Linked DNA regions of Mus musculus: all the other regions are linked to region 3. The links are chromatin contacts, called in public promoter capture Hi-C maps. All regions are on one chromosome and are shown on one strand. The core of a region is the stretch at or near the end of the contact, and the rest is flanking DNA. Distances in the headings are between cores, read along the strand shown. Region 1 holds the start of Aph1b (aph1 homolog B, gamma secretase subunit). Region 2 holds the start of Lactb (lactamase, beta). Region 3 holds the start of Oaz2 (ornithine decarboxylase antizyme 2).

Evidence for each region. Promoter capture Hi-C pulls out the DNA fragments that hold promoters and counts their contacts.
Region 1: a contact with region 3 is called in a promoter capture Hi-C map of pre-B cells, with 5 times the contacts expected there. The contact joins the promoter of Aph1b here to the promoter of Oaz2 in region 3. A contact is called at or near these places in 2 of 39 promoter capture datasets (embryonic stem cells and pre-B cells), 1 of 484 Hi-C or Micro-C datasets (embryonic stem cells) and 1 of 115 datasets of contacts at active chromatin or transcription factors (embryonic stem cells).
Region 2: a contact with region 3 is called in a promoter capture Hi-C map of pre-B cells, with 4 times the contacts expected there. The contact joins the promoter of Lactb here to the promoter of Oaz2 in region 3. A contact is called at or near these places in 2 of 39 promoter capture datasets (the HPC-7 cell line and pre-B cells) and 2 of 484 Hi-C or Micro-C datasets (CD8 T cells and pro-B cells).

What each region holds. Positions count from the first base shown.
Region 1 is chr9:66,793,311-66,797,052 of GRCm38.p6, reverse strand. Aph1b (aph1 homolog B, gamma secretase subunit) reads left to right here and starts at 1,630. Exons shown (of 6, transcript NM_177583.4): 1 at 1,630-1,800; 2 at 2,813-2,983. The coding sequence starts at 1,688.
Region 2 is chr9:66,973,543-66,977,583 of GRCm38.p6, reverse strand. Lactb (lactamase, beta) reads left to right here and starts at 2,100. Exons shown (of 6, transcript NM_030717.1): 1 at 2,100-2,543; 2 at 2,800-2,866. The coding sequence starts at 2,193.
Region 3 is chr9:65,674,717-65,679,006 of GRCm38.p6, reverse strand. It overlaps Oaz2 (ornithine decarboxylase antizyme 2), which reads right to left and starts at 2,459. Exons shown (of 5, transcript NM_010952.3): 1 at 2,242-2,459. The coding sequence starts at 2,261.

The DNA.
Region 1 (3,742 bases), core at 381-2,880, 1.1 Mb before region 3:
GAGAGTCAGCTTTCCTCGAGGGCATGGCTTCTGGGAGGTAGACCACACTCTAATGGATGTCCCTACAGCCAGACGTACATGAGCAATACAAATTAGACTCAGACTCAGTGTGTAATTTAAGAGAAAAAAAAGAACACATGAAGTTGGGAGCAGGTAGGGGATGGAGGTGAATCTGGAAAGAGGATAAATATGACCAAAATACATTGTATATATGTTCAAATTATTGAAAATATTATATTAATAAAAGTAACTTCAGCATACTTGGTGTTAATAAGTAGATAGGAACAAGGCATAGGAGAATAGAAAAATGTTGTTGTCCTAGCAATGCTGCATGTGGACTCTGCCCGTCTATGTACTAGGTTCATCCAGTTCAACCTAAGCTTCATTTAAAAGCAAACCCACTCATAAATGACACAAGATCAAACACACTATCCCTAACACCTAGGACCGTAAACATTTCACCAAGGTCTCTTAAAGAACAATAATTAGTTTTCCACTCATCGGGCTAAAAGAACCTTATTAGAGTGAACCTAATTAAAGAGTGAAGTCAAGTCAGTTTATTTCTAACAACTGACCCACTTCTAACTTCTGGAGATGAGGGAAGACAAGAACTAGGAAGATGAAGATTCTGCTGGTTGCTCTGGAATTTTCTCTGGTTTGTGATGACCAGAAACCTCTTCATCTGGCATAACCCTTCATAGCCCTACTGATATGTGACCGGGAAAGGCTGCTCTCTGGGTGGGAAGAATTCTATGTGTTTTTTACATGGATTCTGGCATTTCTCTATGCATCAGGTTTTGTAATATATATGTCAAGTATTACAGCTTTCACCTCTATATTCTTTCTCCATCAGCATGTAATCCAGGTATAAAAGCTAAGCCTAGGAACAGTGGGGCTCAAGGTGATGAACAAAACTCCATCAGTAACTGAGCAGGGACAAACCCTAGGCCTAATGTCTGGAGCGGCTGACTCTGACTACACTTATAACACCTCGGAGCCCCGCCCACTACATTACCAGGTCTCCAGAACTTCGGCTCGCTTTGGCTGGAGTAGGGCGGCACTCTGAGCTTGCTCTGGCTGGAGTAGGGCGGCGCTCTGAGCTCGCTCTGCAGGCGCTGACAGGTCTGGGAGCGACTCAAAGCCCCGCCTCCCAGGCTCCGACCTGGCTCCGGTTTGACTGGGCGTGGGACTCCTCCAGGCTCTCCGCCTTCCGACCTCCGTTCCCTGTTCTGACAGGATCTGTGCTCCGAAGCCACGCCCCTCCTCTGCCCTCGGAGCACCTCGAGTCCCCTGCCGAGCTCCGCCCAGCAACCCGCTTTTACAGGCCAAGGAGCAGCTCAGGCCCCAACTCCCGAACCCTGCCTTGTCCCGTGTGACTAGAGGACCTCGAGGTCCTGCATGCCAACCCTCGCTCTGCCGTCCACTCTGATAGGCTATGGAACTCTTCCAGGCCTGGCCTCCCGAAGCTCCCTCCTGTTGCCTCTTTGACTAGGGCACCGAAGGCTCCGCCTCTCGAGCCCCGTCCCGCCCTCGGCATCTCCAGACCCCGCCTCACGGGCTCCGCCTCGTCCACTGCTCTGACGGAGCACCGGAGCCTCGCCACCCAGCCCCGCCCCGTATCCAGGACCCGCTGTCCATTGGGCACTGCAGGGCCCTCGGGCCCCCGCGACTGGCTCCCGAGGTCGTCATGACGGCTGCGGTGTTCTTTGGTTGCGCCTTCATCGCCTTCGGGCCCGCGCTCGCTCTTTATGTCTTCACCATCGCCACCGACCCTTTGCGAGTCATCTTCCTCATCGCCGGGTGAGGCTGCGCTGTGTCCCGGACGCCGCGGGTTCCCTCCCTCTCCTGGGTTCCCACGACCCCGGGATCCCCATCTCCCAGGGGCTCCAGCTTGTGGTGCGGTCCAGGGCTGGAACTGTTCCTGGGAGGGTCTGAGAAGAGCAGGCCCGTAGGCTAAGCAGGCGCCCCTTGGCTTCTGTTGGCTGAGTGTGGGAACAAGCAGATAGATTCCTGCATGAAGCCTTTGTCTTTCTGTAGGAATCTCTCATTTCCCTCAGTGCTGAGCAGCATCGAAGAGTCGTTATCACTACTCTCTGCCATTAAAGTCACCTGGAGATCAGATGTTTATTCCCTGCCCCCCACCCTCACATCAATCCTCGGACTCAGAATGTCTGTGCAGACTATTCAGGCTCAGATTTTCTTTGTAGACTCCTGGGTAATGGTTTGGGTGCAGTCAAGGAGGAAAGTTCGAGAAAACACAGTAACAACTGACCAGGCGGCATGTCCTCCTGGGAGCTTGGTAAATACCGGAACTCTGCTGGTGAACGTGGTCTTGGTCTCGCTGCACCTGCCCGAAGTTTGCAGCTTCTGAACTTTCCATTATATTAATGCAGGCGTTAGGTATTCATTTTCTTTTAGAAAAAGACACTTGACAATATCTAACCATTAAACTTATATTTTCTGGTGAATTTTGAGGATATGAAATTTGCAACTGTCACTGGTTGTATATTTCTATAGCACACAAAGCATCTCTTAGGAAAAATAGTCAGCAACCAAGTGCCTCTTAGTCCTTGACAGATAGTGCCCTAGCGTGCACGCGACAGGGTCACTGAATCGTTCTTGTTAAGCACATCTGACGTTCCTCTTGGACTATTTGTCTCACTAGGAGAAAAAAAAAATTCTGATCTAAAACATCACTTTGTGAGGATTGTTTACTAAAAATGATTTGTAGCTCAAGCAGGTTTGATTTAAAGTCATTATTAAGCCTGTGCTTCTGTTAACTTGTGATTTTTTTTTTCCTTCTACGTTCCAGTGCTTTCTTCTGGTTGGTGTCTCTCCTGCTGTCATCCGTTTTTTGGTTCCTAGTGAGAGTCATTACTGACAACAGAGATGGACCAGTACAGAATTACCTGCTCATCTTCGGAGTGTTGCTCTCTGTCTGTATCCAAGAGCTGTTCAGGCTCGCATATTATAAGCTGTTAAAGTAAGTTAAGTGTTTGTTTTATTTTCCCAGTTAGACTTGAATTACGATTTAGTGATTGCTACAATTTTAGCCTGAAAATATTGAATATTTAAATTTACAATCCGGTTTGCCTGCCCTCCTGCTCCTCCTTATCTTTCTCTCTTCATTCTTCCCAAAAGTGTTTCTTCAAAAATTTCCCAATGCCAGACACTTTGTAGAAGCTGAGGTACAAAGGTGGGTTAAGAGACAGAAGCTCTGGCCTGGTAGAATTTATAATGAGAGGAAACAGGCAAGATATGAATGAACAAAAAGAAATCCACTATTGAAGAAAAATAACCCAGGGAAATAATTACTGAAACAATAAAGAGCCTTTCCACTTGAACTTCATGCTTCCCTCCTACCACCTCAAATAAATTATTCTTATGGAAATTATGCCTTCCATTATTTTAACTGTTAGTGGGAAACAAAGGCTCACTTAAAAATATTTTCTATAGTTTCAAGTCTGCAAATGAAAGATACATTTAACAAAAAACCAAGCCATGAGCTCTCTTTTTGGGGTTAGGATGTAAGTATTTAAATTGATTTCTTATGCTATGCTTTATTTATGCATTTATTTATTTACCTAGAACACAACTGTCATTGCCTAACACTTATCTTCTGTAACTGCTGTGTTGTCTAAAATTGCTGTATGATACCTGAAATATATGGATAGTTTAAAGCTTGGATTGAAAATTTTGCAACCTTATTCAGTTTTTATATAACATTGATACAGTAACTATT
Region 2 (4,041 bases), core at 851-3,350, 1.3 Mb before region 3:
AACACATAAATAATAATAAAATAGAAGAGTGGGCTGTGGGTGCATGCGCTGACACCAGAATAATTATGCTGGGTGAAAGGAGGAAGGCTTTAAAAAGAATATGATTCAAGTCTTCATGGATGAAAATTCTAGAAAATGAAAACTTCTGATCCTCCTGCTTCCACCTTCCAGGCGCTGGAATTCTGGGCATGTGCCACCACACCCAGTTTGTGTGGTTCTTGGGATAGAACCCAGTTTGCCAGGCAAGTACTCTGTGAACGGATTTATCTCCCCCGCCACAGATAGTCTTTTGAAAAGGAAAGTCTCTTATAATTAGCACCTGCAATCAGACCAAAATTCTGTTCCTCTGTGTTCCTTCTCTCCAAGCATGTCTGTGTGCTTGTCCCTGCAAATCAGAGTGGGCAGCCCTTTCTGCTTGGAGCTCCTCACTGAGCCTTAACCGCTCAACTCCACGAACCTCACAGTGAATGCACGCCTGAAGACCTTGCTTGGAAAACAAGGATCTATTTCTCAGGGGCCACATTTTGGACAGGACCGACGGATGTGTGTGACAAAGCCAGACGCAGCTGGACACCAGACCGTACTCCATAGCTACGCAGGGCAGAGGAAGCGGAGCTCCATGGGATGTGGGCAGAGGTGATGGGGTAGGAGGAGAGAGCGAGCGGTGACAACTTGAGCTGATCAGGAGTGTGGACAGTCACAAGAAGCAGAAAGGGTTTTGGTCCACATGAATCCACCCATTTTGCTATTTGGCACTTATGACGTGAGGCTCCTACCCTCTGCCACAGACTGGGGGACAGGAGCTCTGTTTTCCAGTGGTGGTTGGAACAAACAGTAACTGCGTTTGGAAACTCTGATCTTTCTCAGGCAGGTATTTTGAAGAAAGATAGGGTCACTCTAGCAACGCAGCCTTGAGCTGTGAGAAACTGTGGAAGAGTTTCCTACTCAGGAAGAGAACTGAGAGTAGCCTGGCTAGAGTTTGCTTCAGAGAACAGGACTGGGTGTGGAAGGGCAGCTGTAGCGCCCAGTGGACCCTGGCCATGTAATAATACTAGCTGCAGCTGCATCCATCGCACCACTGGGAAGCTGATTCACCGCCCACGCCTCTGATCGTAGAACCCTTCAAACCCTCTGACAAGAGAGGAAGGCTGAGAAGGTACATTTCTGGGCCATCACCTGACAACTCTGTAGATTTAGACAAATCCCTTAGCCTCCCTTTACTCCAGTTTCCTCATGGAACTGATGTCAGACAACACAACCAATCTCCAGAGCAGTTACGATGATTAATGTTTGCTAGAATGATTGTCACTGGGCAGGAAGGCGAGTCAAGACATAAAATTCTCCTAAAAGAATGAAAAAAACCCACATCAGGTTTGCTTTTTCCCACTTTTGTGTGTGTGCATGTATATACATGCATATTAGCATTTGCCTGAGAACGTCCCAGACTATGTTGGAAACCATCTATAATTGCGCTTCTAACTTTGGATTGAGGCTGGGTTTCTCAATCCGTTACAGGTAGGCGCCATGCCCACTGGGCATTTTCACCCGGATACTGGGGATTTGAATTCCAGTCCTTGTGTTTGCATGGCAAGTGTTTTAACCACTGTGCATCTCAGTCAAACAAAGGGGCGAGTGTTGTTAACATAGGCATAAGGTGGCAAGAGGGTGTTGCTGTGACAGGAGACTTGTCTAAGGATATCATGTGTGTTGTGAGAGAGAAGAAGCATGGAAAAGGAGAGAGATGAGGAGGAGAAAAGGAAAAGAGAGGCTTGAGGGACAGGTAGAAACTAAAGTGGGAAGGAGAAAGAGGAGAGAATCAGAAATAAAGAGAGGGAAAGAGAAAAGAGGATAGAGGGAGGAATGTGGGATGCGAGAGAAAAAGAAAACAAGAGAGGGAGGTTAGAGCTAAAGGGAGAGAAGAGAGAGGAAAAGGAGAAGATAAAAGAAGGAAGAAAGATATGAAAAAGAGGGAGGGAAAAGAAAGCAAGAAAAGGAGGGGTGGAACCAAAGAGGATTAGTAGCCAGAAGGCTAGAAAGGAGACGAGGACCAGGCGCTCGATGCGCTCGTCGCTCACCCACCCGGCCTTGACTGAGAGGTACTGTAAAGCCCCGCCTCAGCCCCGCCCCCTCGTCCCGCCCGCCGCGGGCCAAGCCGGAGCAAGCTAGGAGGCAGCCGGCTCTGCGGAGGCAACATGTACCGGCTCCTGTCAAGCGTGACAGCTCGGGCTGCGGCCACCGCAGGCCCAGCCTGGGACGGAGGGCGGCGCGGGGCGCACAGGCGACCGGGCCTGCCTGTGCTGGGCCTTGGTTGGGCCGGCGGCCTGGGGCTCGGGCTGGGGCTGGCTCTCGGCGCGAAGCTGGTGGTCGGGCTGCGGGGCGCCGTCCCCATTCAGTCCCCCGCGGACCCCGAGGCGTCCGGCACTACCGAGTTATCGCACGAGCAGGCCCTGAGCCCGGGGAGCCCGCACACGCCTGCGCCGCCAGCAGCCAGGGGCTTCTCCAGAGCCATCGAGAGCAGCCGCGATCTGCTACACCGGATCAAGGTGCGGGCCCAGTGGGCGTCAGGGCGGCGGCTTCCGTTTTTCTGACTGCCTGGCCGCGGGCTGACGCTCTTAGGGCTGCTCAAGTAGCAGCTGAGGTCACCGGTCGCGGAGGGGCCCGCCCCTTCCCCTTTAGAGTCCTGTGCACTCCGACGGCCAGGGCAATCGGAGCAGAACCATTGCCCTCCTGGTGGGCGGGACCGCAGAGTGGGCGGAGTCAGTCTACTTTTGAACCACCAGGGTCTTTCTTTTCTCTTAGGATGAGGTTGGTGCCCCCGGCATCGTGGTTGGAGTTTCTGTAGATGGAAAAGAAGTCTGGTCAGAAGGTGAGTTCAGCAGGTAGCCCATTTTGTTATTGGTAAAATAAAATACTGATGTTTTACAGGTTGGAGTTGCAAAAAGTGGCACATTTGTAGAGACAATGTATCCCTAGAATAATCAGGCTGTTTTATTTATCACTGGAAAGTTTAAAATGTAACTAACTGGGCTAGGAGTATAGCTCAGTGGAAGCTCACTTGCTTAGCCTCCATGTGTGAGGGCAAAATAAAGTAAATAATTAAATTGTGTGACTCAAGTACGTGGATGTGTTCAAAATGCTGTTTCTTCTCCCAGTTTACTCTTAAGAATTGGTCTGAAAATGGAATGTAGAACAATCCATTAAATTACCACTATTACATATTAGATAACCCTTATTAGTAACTAAAATGTCAGTTTCTGCATATTTTTATTCTTTCATTCTGTAATTTTTTTATTCCCCACTTCTGTAAAAGGCACTATACCAAGTATTAAGAATACATGATATCCCTGGTCCTTAATGATTTACAGTTTATTATTACATTTACTAGACAGAGTGTTACCTGTTTTGTTTTTAACGACAAGCTTGAAGTGGTTTGGGATGGAGCTCAGTTGGTGCTTGCTTTTGGGTACAAGTTCTGGGTATAATCCCTTGCACCACATAAATCAAAGTGGTATGGACCCATGATCCCATTCCTCAGGACGTAGAAGCTGGAGGATCAGAAGCTTAAGGTCACATGATGTGTGTGAGGCCAGCCTGAGCATGTAGAGACCCTGGCATCCATCCCTCTCCAAGGTTAGAAGCTTTGAGAGAGCCATTTAAAAAAAAAAGAAAAAAGATTTATTTATTTCATTTATATGAGTACACCATAACTGTCTTCAGACACACCAGAAGAGGGTGCCAGATCCCATTACAGATGGTTGTGAGCCATCATGTGGTTGCTGGGAATTGAACTCAGGGCCTCACGAAGAGCAAGTAGCCAGTGCTCTTAACTGCTGAGCCATCTCTCCAGCCAGAGAGAACCATTTCTATTCTTTTTATGGTAAGTGCATCAAAGTACCATTTCTTTGATTATGACTTCTTATATTCATAACTTCTCCATTATGAACAAATTGCTCCAGTTCATTACTTGGGTTTTATTTATTTATTTATTTGCTTGCTTGTTTGTTTGTTTTGTTTTGTTTTGTTTTTCAAGACTGGGCTTCT
Region 3 (4,290 bases), core at 1,210-3,709:
CAATCTTCCGGACCACAACAGCACCTTTTGCATCCTGCATCATCCAAGGATAAACCCACCTCCACCTCCTGAGCTGTGAAGGACTGGGTTAAAGAAGATAGACTCAAAGAATGGAATGCTCTGGGGACCTAGATGGAGAGTCTCAGAAAGGGAAAAGGGAAAAGGAGGATGGGACTACCAGCAAAGGTTTGGTAGTTTGGTGACATTGGCTCAAGCACAACCTTAACAAGCCAGGAAATCGGGAGTGAGTGAGGTTCCTATATGAAAAGATGAAGTTGGAATAGAAATGGCCAAAACTGGAGCAATAAATATATAAGGTAAAGAAGAGTTCTTAAAAAAATAAATAAAATAATAAAGGGTTTCTCTGTGCAGCCCCGGCTGTCAGCTGTCATAGAACTTGATCTATAGACCAGACTGGTCTTGAACTCAGAGATCCACCTGCCTCTGCCACCTGAGTGCTACGATCACAGTCGTGCACACCATCACTATCAGACTAAAAGTTTCTTTCTGAACAGAAGGAGACCAAGAAGTCACTTGTCACTAGAGGGGCTAACACTGCAGGAATAAAGAAAGGCTAAGGCCTCCTTGGGCTGAGAGTATTTTTCAACCCAGGCTCCACATGAGAACTGGAGAGCTTTAAAATACACACCACTTATCAGGCCCTACCCTAGGCCATTTGGAGCAATCTAGGAAAGAACAGATAACTGGTTTTTTGGTTTGTGTTTGTCTAGCTAGGTTTAAGACACACTGAAATGTGAGGAACACACAGCTGGAGAAAAGATGGAGCTGGAAGAAGCATCAAGTAGGAAATCGAGAGTATCAAGATCACTTGGTGAAAAAGGAGCTCAAGCTTCCAGAGGACCCTTGAGTGGCAGAGCCCTATGTAAACAGCCACAAGAAAGATGACTTGTAGGACGAAGTCATCTGGTTTTGGAGGGATCCTGACAGTTTAAGGAAAGGATCTGCTTACTCAAGGTCAGAGGCTATAAAAAGTCCAATGTGAAGATAAAAGATCTAGTATGGGGACTGAATGGGTTTCAAAAAAGTTTTGGAGGGTTTAGCACCGAGCCTTACAGGGGAAGGCAAAGGAATCATTTCTGAATTGCTAATGAAAGCCAAGATAATACATAAGCAAGTGGCATTACAAATCCTGAGGGATCAGAAAATTCTGGAATAGCTTTGGAGAAGAGCGTCTGTCTGGGACAGAAATGTGGGATATCTGAGGACATGGAAAAAGGGAGGGTAACTAAAGGGATGACTTCTGCCTACTTTGGTTGAAAGTTAAGAAACCCACACCATTTCAAAAGAATAATGCATTTCAAATCCTGGGGGAAACAGGGATTGGGTCTTGAGGTAGGTAACTTCCAAAGGCCCAGGATCTGGTTTTGGAGGCCCTGGAGTGAAATTTAAAAGGGGGTAGCACTTAATGATCTTCCCAGGAAAGGGGAGAGACTAAGTTGGGCATTGTAATGATTTTAAAGAAGGGGGGGGGCGGTAAGATGAGTACCAACTGAGACTTTGTAGTGTTTAAAGGGTAAGAGTGTGTAGAAGAGTGTTGGCAACATCATTGGAAAAACAGGCTGGAGGGCAGGAATGGACTCCATAGTGTTAGAGAAATAAAGAGTGGGGGTTCCCAGACAGGAAAATGGGGCCTACCTGGAGAAGGGTGGGGAAGAGAGTGGGACTGCACATCCCAAGGAGGTGGGAAGAGGGGGAAAGGGTTGAGTTGAGAACTGCCGGACAGAGCTTGTCTTTGGGGACAGCCAGGCAGGGCTGAGAGGAGTCTGCCTGGGAAGCAATTTTCACTAGAGAATGGATTTAAAGCGATTAAGTGACTTGTGGAGGAGTAAGAAAGATTTAGGGAAGATAAGAACCAATTCGGGGAATCTGTGGGAGAAAGCCCACAGTATGGGGGACTGGGCACCGTCCCACTGGGCTTAAGAAAACGGAGCGACTGACTGGCTATGTCCAGGTTTTTTTTTTTTTTTGGGGGGGGGGGGCTCCGGGCGAGGAGAAAACCCGGATGAGGGGGATGGGCAGGGCTGGAGGAAGGGGGCTAAAGGACGGAAGGAGGCCCGATTTCAGGACTCGGGTGGCAGTGGCTGGGATGGCGAGAGGAACAGTGGGAGCGGATGGAGCCCCCTGGGGGCTGGGGGCAGGCTGCGGGGGTGGGGGGGGGTGCGAAGGCCTCTGGAGCTGCGGAGGGAGGATGGGGGCGGGGAGCCTGCGCCGGGCCGTTACCTGTCCTGGGTGTTTATCATCCTCGGTGGCTCTGCTCAGGGTGGGAGGAGGCGGCGCGGGGAGTGGGTAGGTGGACGAGTGGGTGGGTGTGGGGTCGCGCGCGCGGGCCGGTCTCTGTGGGCTAAGTCCCTGTCAGGCCGCGGGCCGAGTGCCCTCCTCTTGCCTCAGCGAGCGCCTGCCTCCAACTGACCCTCCCCGGCCGCCGCCGCGCAACCGCCCCGCCCCCAAGTACCTCATCTGCATAGCCCCACCCAGCGCCGCTTGGTGTCCTGGGAAACTGGGGCCCACAACAAAGGGCGAAGCACCGCCCCGCCTGGGCGCAGGCGTACTAAGGGCAAGCTATCATCTCGGGAAGAGGGGCGGTAGCCAGGGAGAAGAGGGGAAAGAGGTCTCTCTCGATGCCAGGAACTCAGGTTCTGCTTGGCTAAGGCCAGTCTTCATTTCTGCTTTTGTTCTTTCTTAATCATTTATGTATGTTTATTTTTTATACACATTGGTGTTTTGCCTGCATGTATCTCTATATGAGGATGTCAGATCCCCTGGCACAGGAGTTACAGACAGTGTGACCTGCCATGTAGAGGCTGGGAATTGAACCCAAGTCCTCTGAAGACCAACCGGTGCTCTTATCCGCTGAGCCCTCTCCACTCGTTCATGTCTGCCTTTTGTTTGTTTTTTGATACAGTCTTTGTAGCTCAGGCTAGCCTCAGACTCACTGGAAGATGACTTGGAAACCCCCATCCTCCTTCCTTTACTTCCTGTCCTGCCAAGTGCTGGAAATAGTGTGCCTCACCACACTGGGCACTTGCTGCTTTTGGTGTGTGGCCAAACCGAAACCGGAGAATAGTATTTGTAAACCCATGTCACTAAACAAAACAAAATCTGAAATAGAAGAATACTCCTCATAGAGTAGCACCATTTCCAGTGTGAATCTAATCCCACAGATCTTTTCCTTCAATTCATAGTACAATGACAGTGGCTTCCAGCCAATCGGTGCAAGCTGCTTCAATCGATCATGCAAGGCACCTAGTGCACTGCCACTGTCTTACCTGGCCCTCTAATCACAGAGGCCAGGCAGCAATGTACACACACCCCCAAATCCCAGCCACACTCACAGGAGAACCCTAGTTGTCAAACCTGTGCAGTCAACTTAGACTGCAGTCAGTAGAGACTGTGTAAGCCTTTATCTATCTTAGCACCCAGGAAGCAGGGGCAGGTGAGGCTCTGTGAGTTGAAGGCCAGCTTGTAGTACGCAGGCAACAAGTTCCAGGCTGCTTAGTGTAACATGGTGAGACCCTATCTTGGGGGTGGGGGAGGGAGGGGAGAGAGAGAGAGAGAGAGAGAGAGAGAGAGAGAGAGAGAGAGAGAGAGAGGTGGGGCAGAGGGAAAGGGAGAGGATGCACTCTCAGACCACAGTGGTCACCTCAAATCATCCGTTCATTTAGTCAAAGTTCAGTAAATAGCTACATACTATGTGCTTCTAGCATGGGCAGGAATCCAGGAAGCTTCCACAATGGGCCAGGCAATGTACCTACCTTGGATGTCACAATCTGTCCAGAGAGAGAGGCCATCACAATATGAGGTAAGTACTCAGTCTGAAGGACACTGCAAAGAAAGCAACACGCAGAAGAGACAGCTTGAAAAACCTGTACTTTTTCACTTTGGTATTACTCCAAAATGCAGTGGTCAACATGACCTCCACTGCCAAGCTACAGTGCCCCTTGGGACCTAAGGATTCTGTCGCACACACAAGATTTTAGTGTTCAGATCATGGGGATACCAAGGAAGGATGGGGCTTTCACACTACGTTTTACTTTTTCTTAAAACAAAAATTGAAGTGGTAAAAGAACTGTCATGGTTATCCTTAGATATTCAGAACTGTTCTCTGGCTCACCTTGCTGGACATGGTGGCACACGCCTTTAATCCCAGCACTGGGGAGGCAGAGGCAGACAGGTCTCTGAGTTGAGGCCAGCCTCTACATAGTTCCAAGACAGCCAGGGCTACACAGAGAAAAACTGTCTCAAACGATCCCCGAGCTCCCAACAACAAAA